Linked DNA regions of Gossypium hirsutum: region 2 is linked to region 1. The links are chromatin contacts, called in public Hi-C maps. All regions are on one chromosome and are shown on one strand. Each heading gives the region's core, a stretch centred on a gene start, on an enhancer-like site or on the middle of the called end of the contact. The rest is flanking DNA. Distances are from core to core; before and after follow the strand shown.

Region 1 (4,532 bases), core at 437-2,936:
TGAATCACCATTACTTTGACTGGCCAAATTCTCTTTTAGTAAAATAAATAAATTCCGTGGCAAATAATACATTTTTACAGAAAAATGCTTCAGTGAAGCATTTAACCCTAAAACATGATAGAAAATGCAACGAAGAGAGCATAAACTTACAGAGAGAGCATCTGAGACAGAATCCAGATGTTTTGTTAAGTTCTCCACAGCCATCGCCATATTGCGTTTGGTGACCCAGAAAAGATCAGAGAATGAAATACCCTAGTAATTAGAAAAGGAAAGAAAAAAAATATGTTAGTCAAATTACAAAGCAGACAGCATGAATGAAGAGTAATAGAGCTAATTGTAGAAGTTAATATCAATATGTAAAATTATCGATTTTGTTCAATAATGCAGATGCAAATAATCAAAAGTGACAGGGCAAGCATTGGGGGATTTTATTTTGTATAGGACAAGATAACTAATTCTACTGAGCCACAGAATAGTGAAAAAGAAACCATATCAATAAATAATGAAACATTGACAAACAGGGCAGGCGTCAGCGGATATATTTTGCATAAAAATGATAGTTAATTCTACTATGTAAAAAAGAAACCATATCAGTAATCAATTAAATCATGACATACCTTCCACCACATGTAACCATAACCCAATGCCCCCAATGTTGCGGCTGGCACTACAAGAGAGGTTAACTTACCTGCCAAATCAAGAAAAAAGCAAACAACCAAAGCAAATCCACTTAGAAAATGCTTCATCTAATCCCGTTAATGCAATTATAAACTGGTTTCACATATATGCGCCTAAAAGAACTACTATTTAAGCAAATATAATTAAGAAAATACCGCCAGAATCCCCATTCAGAACAGTTATCTGCCGTGCTGATGCCAGTTGCCTGATCTCCGTTGACAAACGACGCACCTACAAATTAATAGAAAAAGATAAATATTACAACCAAAAGACTTAAACTTTAAGCTCTATTTCCTCATATACCTGAGCTAGAAGTGCATCTGAATCATCAGCTTGCTCCCCCGATTTTTCGAGTCCCTTCACCAGCGACTGCCAAATCAGGAAAAAAGGAGTTAAAAGCTAAAATTAATAGACGAAAAAGAATGAAAAGTAGAAACCTAGTCAATCAACACAAAATCAAAGGACAAATATTTGAATCATACGGCAGGGAGAAACTAGCAAATCAAAACAAACAAAACGATCAAAACTAACCTGCAATTCGCCTAATATGTCCGATAATTTACCGTTTTTCAGGAGGACAGTACCCGTATAACCTGAAAACGAAATTAACAACTTGAAGTCAAAATTAAAACAGTAAGAAAAATAAAAAAGAAGAATTGAAGTAAGAAATTCAGTTGGGACGGTACCGGCGCCGGCTAAGATCAAGATCTTCGACAAACCTACTCCGGTTTGCATAGCCATGACAGTGTTTTCGATAGCTTGCCAAAAAGAATTTGGCTGTGGTTATGGCTGAAGCTGAGAAAAGTTTTGGGGGATTGAGTTTAAAGTTCACGATTGCTTAGCTGACAGCGTATATAATACATACATAAAGTTTCGTCTTGTTCCGAATATTTGAATATATGAGGATTGATTAGGAAGTAAAACTGCGTCGTCGAGATTAAGTAAGACAGAGTTGGGCCTTGTTTTGGGCTGAGCTTTTAGTCTAAATCAAATCCACGAGCCTCCTTTAATAAATATTCATTTTAAGAGTTCTTTCAATCCGTTGTCCAAAGTTTAAATCCAAGATATAAAAATTTAAACATTACGGGTTAACTTTTTTGTAGATTTTTTTTATTAGTGTTAGTAATATATTTCAAGTATTTCGAATTAGATAATGAATAAAAAAGAAATAAATGAAAAAATCAATTCACTTGACACAAAATAATTGTTTATTCGAAATTTCTTTAGACCCAAAAATGGGCAAAATCTGTTCAATAGAAGTTTCAGAGTTATGTTCTTCTTATATGTATATGTATGTGTATATATATACTTGAAGGAAGACCAAGTCATCAGACCGTCCACAAAAATTGGAGCCTAAATACATTCCTTATGAACATCAATTTTGTGGATATTATAAGTTGCATACTATTTATTAGAGTGGTTCAAGGAGTAAAATGGGTCTGGCCAAGTTCAAATAGTAAAAAGGAAAAAATTATTTATGCCTGACTTGATTTTATCCGTTTGATTCGAAAATTCTGTTTTATTGAAATATTGAAATATACTTTTATATTAGGTTTAGTTACAAGTCTACACCTTATAAGAATTGAGAATTTGATTTTACTAATTTAATCTCGTTGTTAGTTTTTGAAAAAAAAAATAGTAATTTGTAAACTTGAATTGTTTACTTTTATTAATTTTTTTTTCCTATAAATGATTGAATTGGTATGTTTTTACTAATTTCTTCTCATATAAATTATTGATTTTAGGTTAATGATTTAATGGTATTAATTAACAATGCAGAAATGCCCCCAAATTAAGTGATGAACATCTAGGACCCGTAAGAATTTTAGTTCACAGTCCCCTCAAGAAAACATATTAAGAAAACCTGCAAATATGTTTTAATCATATATCCAGCGGTATGATCTTTCTTAAAATGAAAATTTTTTTATTTAGACTTTTTAAAATTTAAACTAGTAAATGTAAAATTGTACTTTACCTCTTAAAAATGATAAAAATTTAATTTAATCCTTTAAAATTATAAAGATATAAATTATTAAACTGATAAAATTATATTTTTAATATCATAAAAATTATAATTTAATTTCGTCCCACTAAAAAATTTTCTGAATTCGCTCCTACTTATACTTCCACGAAACCATAAAGTTAAGGGATGCAACAGTGGATGTGTAGTAGCATCCACTTCCACAAAGTAGTACAACAAAGCTTGACCATGCTTGGCATCTATAACAACGTAACCAGAGTGTTGCTTGAACGAGACATGGTTAGGTTGAGATGGCAGTCTAGTTATCAGATCTGCAGAAATCTTGGATATTAAAAAGAATAGGCAAGAAATAGCAGTGAAACAAGGTGAAAATTGCATCCTGTTTTATCAAACTTTTCTAGGATGGATAATAAATGTTGCATCTTGCAACGAAAAGGGTTAATTCCACTAGAAGTTCTCGAACTAAGGTATAATTTTTAAATTAGTCTCTAACATCAAAATATTATAATTGAGTCTTTAAAGTATTAGTGTCGAATCAATTAGTTCTTTCTAAGGAGCAAATACAAGGGACCAAGCAAGGGCCTTGCCCCTTACCCCAAAGAAAGGTGAAATTGTGTTTAAGTCCCTTTAAAAATTATCCATTATAAGTTAGTATAATGGCAAAAATTATATTTTGACTCCTCTAAAATTTAAAATTCCATTGATCTCCTTTATTTTTATTTTTATTTTTTTACCTTCACCCCTAATCCTTCTGCTAGCTTAGAGATTAAATGCAAACTCAAATTTAACACGTGGATCAAATTATAAACATGAGTATAACTATTTTACGGATCCAAATTGTTTAAACAATAGGTACACACGTGTTTTAAATATGCTTCATGCCAGTTTTGAGCAGTCATTTAACGCTTAAGCTAATGGTTAAATTAACTCAATTAAAATGTTTTAAGTTTAGGAATCAATTTAAAATACGGACCATAATTTAGTGATGTTTAGAGGAGTTAACCCATACTTAAATTAAGTTACCATCAATGCACTTTTTTTCATTTTCATAACGAACAGAATCAAACATCTTGTATGTTGGGAGTCCAATTGGAGTTGCATTTTCGTACTCAAATACTAGCTCGAATTACACAAGCTTCAATGACACTTTTACAGGTAAAAAATAATTTACCATGGAATAAGCCCCACATTGGTTAAGTGTTGAACTTAGAGCACTGATTTAGAGCCTTTTCTTCAGCTGAGAATAATCTAAATTTCCTTGTTAACTGGTTCAAGCAATTCCCATAATACAAAAACTCTAATTTGTTTCTCATCAGGGAAAGCTATGTAGGAAAAAAAAAATTCATTACTTGAAATCTTTTTTAAATCTATGTTTTGCTTATTAACTTTTAATTTGCAGGTCATTATGTACCACAACTTGCTGCTTTTGTGCTGGACTACAATAAACATTCCAATGGCAGTCCAATTAGGCTCAAAGCTCTTGCAGTTAATTCCAATGGCAGACCAATTTACAGTTAGTCTCTCGTTACTTAAAAATTGTTCCTCAGCTTTTATGCCAATGTCCAACATTTCTTTTGCTTTTTCCCCTAATTCATACAATGTCCAACATTTCTTTTGCTTTTTCCCCTAATTCATACAGTTGGGACATCCTCTTTTGGATTGGGAAATTAGTATCGACAACACCAAAAGTTTTTTGGTCGCACGGAGTCATCTCAGATGAATTGTTGGAGCTACGAAAAACGATATGCAATTGTTGGAGGTACGAAAAAGAGTTTATTCACCAGACCTTATTGAAAAAATGCAATGACACGAGGAACAAAGAAGCTAAAGAAATAGGAGAGTATACTTACTCAAGTGATTTGATTTTGCCTTG
Region 2 (4,864 bases), core at 712-3,211, 220 kb before region 1:
GGTTTTGTGTTTGATTCGAATTCATTCGAGCCAACACTCGTAGCAATTCATGGTACGAGAATAGTGGAGAAGATCGTTCAGTTGAAGGTAGAGAACAACAAGGATCCATCTAGTTGAAAACACAGGTGCAATTTCAGTAAAAAGTTTATTGCTATAAAAATCACAAATCAGCTCAGTTTTTAAAATTTTAATTTTTCGTTGTACTAGAAAACTATTTTCGAACCGGATTTTTTCCAACATGAACATATGGGTCAGAAAATAGAGTTGATGATGCTTGGTCTCCTCTAAAATGTTCCAATTAGTGATTCTTATAGCCAGGGGTGAAACTAGAAAATTTTTTTGGGGGGTCATAATTAAATTATATATTTTTATGATAGTAAAAATACAATTTCATCATTTTAATAGCCTATATCTTTATAACTTTTAAAGAATTGAATCAAATTTTTATCATTTTTTGGAGGTTAAAGTGCAATTTTACCATTAATAATTTGAAATTTTATAGATTATAAAGGGGCTTAAATGAAAAAATTTCCATTTTAGAGGGGGTTGAGCCCCTGCTAGCCCTTTGGCTTTGCCACTACTTGTACCCCACGTTCTTCAAACCGTTGATGCTTTTGTCTCTTACTCTACAACTCATGTACCATGTTTTATCTTCATCATGTATCCTGTTTTTGTAGGGGTTTTTTTCTCTTCAAACCACTAATGTTTCATGGGTGTTCTCTTTTCATTGTGTATCCTCTTTTCAACTTTAATGAAAACAATTACTTTCCAAAAAAGAACAAAAAATCTTGTATGCATAGCTTTTACACCCTAGTGGAAAACTAGAGTTGTAGTGCGTTGGGAGTGTCTTGACCAAATAAAAGCATTTTTTCCCAAAGAGATTATTGTGGTGCGAGTGCACAAAAATTGAGAGAAATCTCATCTCACTAGAGCCAAACAACATCCAAAAGGAGCTTAAGTAGAGAAAAAAAAGTTATCTGATTATTAGATAACGTGGTAAGGAACTCGGTGTTGCTTAAGTAAAGTTTTGAGTTTGAGTCTTATAGATAAAAAAAAAGAAGAAGCAATGCTAAGAGTGTGTTTGATTCATTGAATATAACATTATACCATGTAATCTCACATTTTGGAATAAGATTACATAATTTGAATTCTTAACATTCCAGCCACCCTATAATCTTACATTCCTAGATAGTCCCAATATGTTGTAATATAGGGTGTAATGTCAATACAATTAATTCTTACATTTGTTTATGGGTGTAATATTAAATTTTGGACTAATTTACCCTCTATTTGTATTATTTTAATAAATTTTGTCCTTTTTTGTTCAAATAAAATTTAAGTTTAATTAAAAACAATAATATTTTTTTTCTTAACATTGAAATATTAATTTGATACTTTAAAATTATAATTATTATGTCTACTCTAAAATTTTATTTATTAATATATTAATTATGATTATGATATACAGTTATAATTTATAAATTGATTTTAACATCATATATTTATTTAATAGTATGTAAATTATAATAAAATAGGAATTTAACAATATATAAATTATAATAAAAATAGGAATTATCATAATTTATAATAATTTTATGAAAATTAAGAAAAAAATTAAAGGAACTAAACAAATAAATTCTATAACAATGTCAATTTAGTAAAATATGTTTGTAGGTAATAGTATATGTCGTCAATCACATGTAAAAATCTTCTTTCAGCCAAATGAATCGAATGGGGTAATGTAACATACTCGATATTTCTGTAGTCTTATATTTCAAAAATCCTATGAATTTTACGTAATTCGATTCTAAATTTAATTGGGTTGAATCCGATTAGAATGTCAGAGAAAAGGAAAAGGATTGGGCTGCAAAAGGCAATTGCTGTATGGGGATGGGCTAAATGCTGAGGGCTTAATTTCGTACGGATCTAACTCGGGCCAGAAGGTAGTCAACCCCGAAACCGAAAAAATAATCAAACGACCTAGAACGAGATCGAACAACCGATCAAGTTATAGAGTCCCGTCAGGAAATTGGATCTCCCATTTCCCAGGCACCAGGCAAAAAACAATTAAAAAAAAAACGAAAAAGAAAACGAAAACCCTCCACAGCCTTTGATCTCCGATCAGGTAAAACAATATAGGATTTCCTTTTTCTCATCATCTATTTGACTAATTTCTTTGCTATGTCTGATCGAAAGCAAATTGTTCAATGGCATTTTTGTTTTTCTTTTTTCTTTTCATTCTTCGTTTTCTTTTTTGAATTTTGTCTTGCTTTGGAATTTCTTGGTTATAAATTTTTCATGATGAGGAAATTTAGATTGTTCATGGTTAATCCAGTGTAAAAAGGATTTATTTCAGTGATTTTACTTTGTTTGAATTATTTATATTTGTTTTCTTTTACTTCAACTTTATTCTGAACTTCGGAAAGCTGAAATTCAAGGTAATTATTAGACTTAAGGGCAAGATCCGCTTATGTAGTTAAGGTTATTGTAGGAAAAGGGAATGTTCTCTGAGTGGTTTTGATCATGCTGCTTGCTTTACATTTAATCTTCAGTTTCATGTGAGAAATCGAGACTGATTCTGAATGAGATACAAGCATCAGATGCACCAGTTCTGGTGGCGTTCTTGTTTCCTGTTGCAACTTTACTTTTAGTATTCGAGTTGTAAAGTGTCTTTGGTGTTTGATTTTGCAGAAGCTGATTTTGGTGGAAATAATGAACTTTCTGCTGTTGCGGTCCAATCAACAGGCAGTGCCAGAGCCACCTCCAGTACAAGAAGAGGTGGCGGAATCTACTTATGTTTCGAGTTCTGCAACATCTTTAGAAGGGCTTATTGGTGAAGATCCATTACCTGAGTACCCTACAGTTGAAAACCATGATGCCGAAACCAATGGACATTTAGGTGATAATGCTGGTGTTGGGAGTGGTAAGAAATCTTCTGTCCCAGAGAACCACATTGATGTTTGTGAAGAAGATGGATGGATCACCATTCCATATAGTAAGTGTATACTAACCTCTAAAGGTAGCTAATGTAAACAATATTTTTGGATCTGTCTCTAGATATAGCTTTAATGATTGGCTTTTACTCATTTTCTTTCCTTTTTCTCGCCTCGCCTTATTCCTTTGAAAAAGTTCAACTTGTAAAAGTGGTCCTTGTTTTGAGTTATGACTCCATAGTATATGCTTTTAAAATCCGAACAATTATGGTTGTGTGGAAGAGCAATGTTCTGATGTTTGTTTTTGTTGCTGATTTACAACTTCTGGAAACTAGAGTGTGTCCACAAAGGTAAATGCCCTAGTTCTTCTGTAGTTACATTAGATACACTTCAACTTGACAAGAGTTTCCTGACACGACTTGTTTACGAATTACGTCTTCCTGAAATTTGAACTTTGGTTTTGTTGATCTACTTCCCTTATATGATATTTCTTTGTTGTATGTCTAATCTTGATACTCATTTGCAGGGGATCTCCCTGATGACTGGAACCGTGCGCCAGACATAAGTTCATTGCGTTCCCTGGATCGTTCTTTTGTTTTTCTTGGTATCTTTTTGTTTTTTGATCCTCTTGCTTCTTTCTGATTTAGCATACAGTTGGCTTGTATTCATGAAATATGTGTTTGTAACTTGAACCTTAATCCTGTTTTCTTCTTCAGGAGAACAAGTTCATGTTCTAGCATGCTTATCAGCATGTAATCAGGAAACAGAGATTATTACCCCATTTAAAGTTGCTGCAGTGATGTGTAAAAGTGGCAAGAGAAGGGGTGCTCAGAAACAAAATGGAAACATGGAGGGTGAAACAAATTCAGTGCCTGAAGGAGGGGATGCGAGTCTTAACGGTGCAGTAATGGATCAAAATGGTGAAAACTTGGAGAAAGATAAGATTGATCCAGCTAAGGATGTCTCTGCTAGTGAATCATTTCTTAGGATGGAAGATCACAGAAGACAGACTGAAACACTGTTAAAAAGGTTTAAGAACTCTCATTTCTTTGTCAGGATTGCAGAGTCAGGTGAGCCTCTATGGTCAAAAAAAGGTGCTTCTGAGAAAGTTTCTGAGTTGTCTGGGATGGATAGCCCACAATCTATTGCAAATGAAACCAATAACGCTGCCAAGAATATATCTAGACAAAATGCAGTGATTGATAGAGGAAATTTTGATGCTAATGTTTCTGGAGGAGTAGCTAGAGATTCTATTAAGTGTTGCTCTCTTTCCAGTGGAGACATAGTGGTAAGCATCACAGAAGAACTAAATTGTTAATTATTGTTTTCCTATTTGCTTTGACTTGGATAAATGCTGGAGACATCTGCTTTTAATTTTGTTAGCTGACAGGTTGAAAGTTTATTGTTTCTATTTTACATGCAAATCATGTTATCATAGTAGCTTCTTGATATTTCTTTCTGATTATGAAGGGTGTCTAATGGTAAACAATCAGTTGGTGTAGTAATTTCTGTATTTTAAAATCGCTGGCTTGCATAGGGAGGACAATGGCAGAGGGCAGGGGACACAGACAGGCAATGCACTTCTACTACCATTGCCTCTACCTCTTACTCAAACAATTGCTTTCTGCTCTTGCTTCCAATTAGAGGCTAAACTGTCATCTAACCCCTCACTTCAAAGACTGGAAAGAATCTACCTCCCTATTCCACAAACTGTCTCCTTTTCCTGACAAGAATCCTTTGAATTAAACAGGAAATTGAACAGAAAAAGGGAAAAAGAAAAGGGGGTGGTGGTGGTTGGAATAGATAGATTTTGGAGCCAAGTTATTAAGATTGAGCATATTGATGACGAGGTGGGGGCTCCATTGTTCAGTACCTTGATTTCATGTAGAACTCCTTGCCTCCATCTTCATGGATTAACATCAGGTAGGATA

Evidence for each region. A called contact is a pair of places that touch in the nucleus more often than the background predicts.
Region 2: a contact with region 1 is called in a Hi-C map of leaf, with 1.6 times the contacts expected there. The contact joins the promoter of LOC107920006 here to the promoter of LOC107920215 in region 1. A contact is called at or near these places in 10 of 34 Hi-C or Micro-C datasets (callus, hypocotyl, leaf and 1 more).

Annotation. Positions count from the first base shown.
Region 1 is chrD13:10,637,233-10,641,764 of Gossypium_hirsutum_v2.1, reverse strand. It overlaps LOC107920215, which reads right to left and starts at 1,686. Exons shown (of 14, transcript XM_016849791.2): 1 at 1,365-1,686; 2 at 1,210-1,271; 3 at 982-1,047; 4 at 834-909; 5 at 618-688; 6 at 151-252. The coding sequence starts at 1,419.
Region 2 is chrD13:10,861,669-10,866,532 of Gossypium_hirsutum_v2.1, reverse strand. It overlaps LOC107920006, which reads left to right and starts at 1,961. Exons shown (of 11, transcript XM_041110241.1): 1 at 1,961-2,125; 2 at 2,692-2,995; 3 at 3,460-3,537; 4 at 3,650-4,221. The coding sequence starts at 2,713.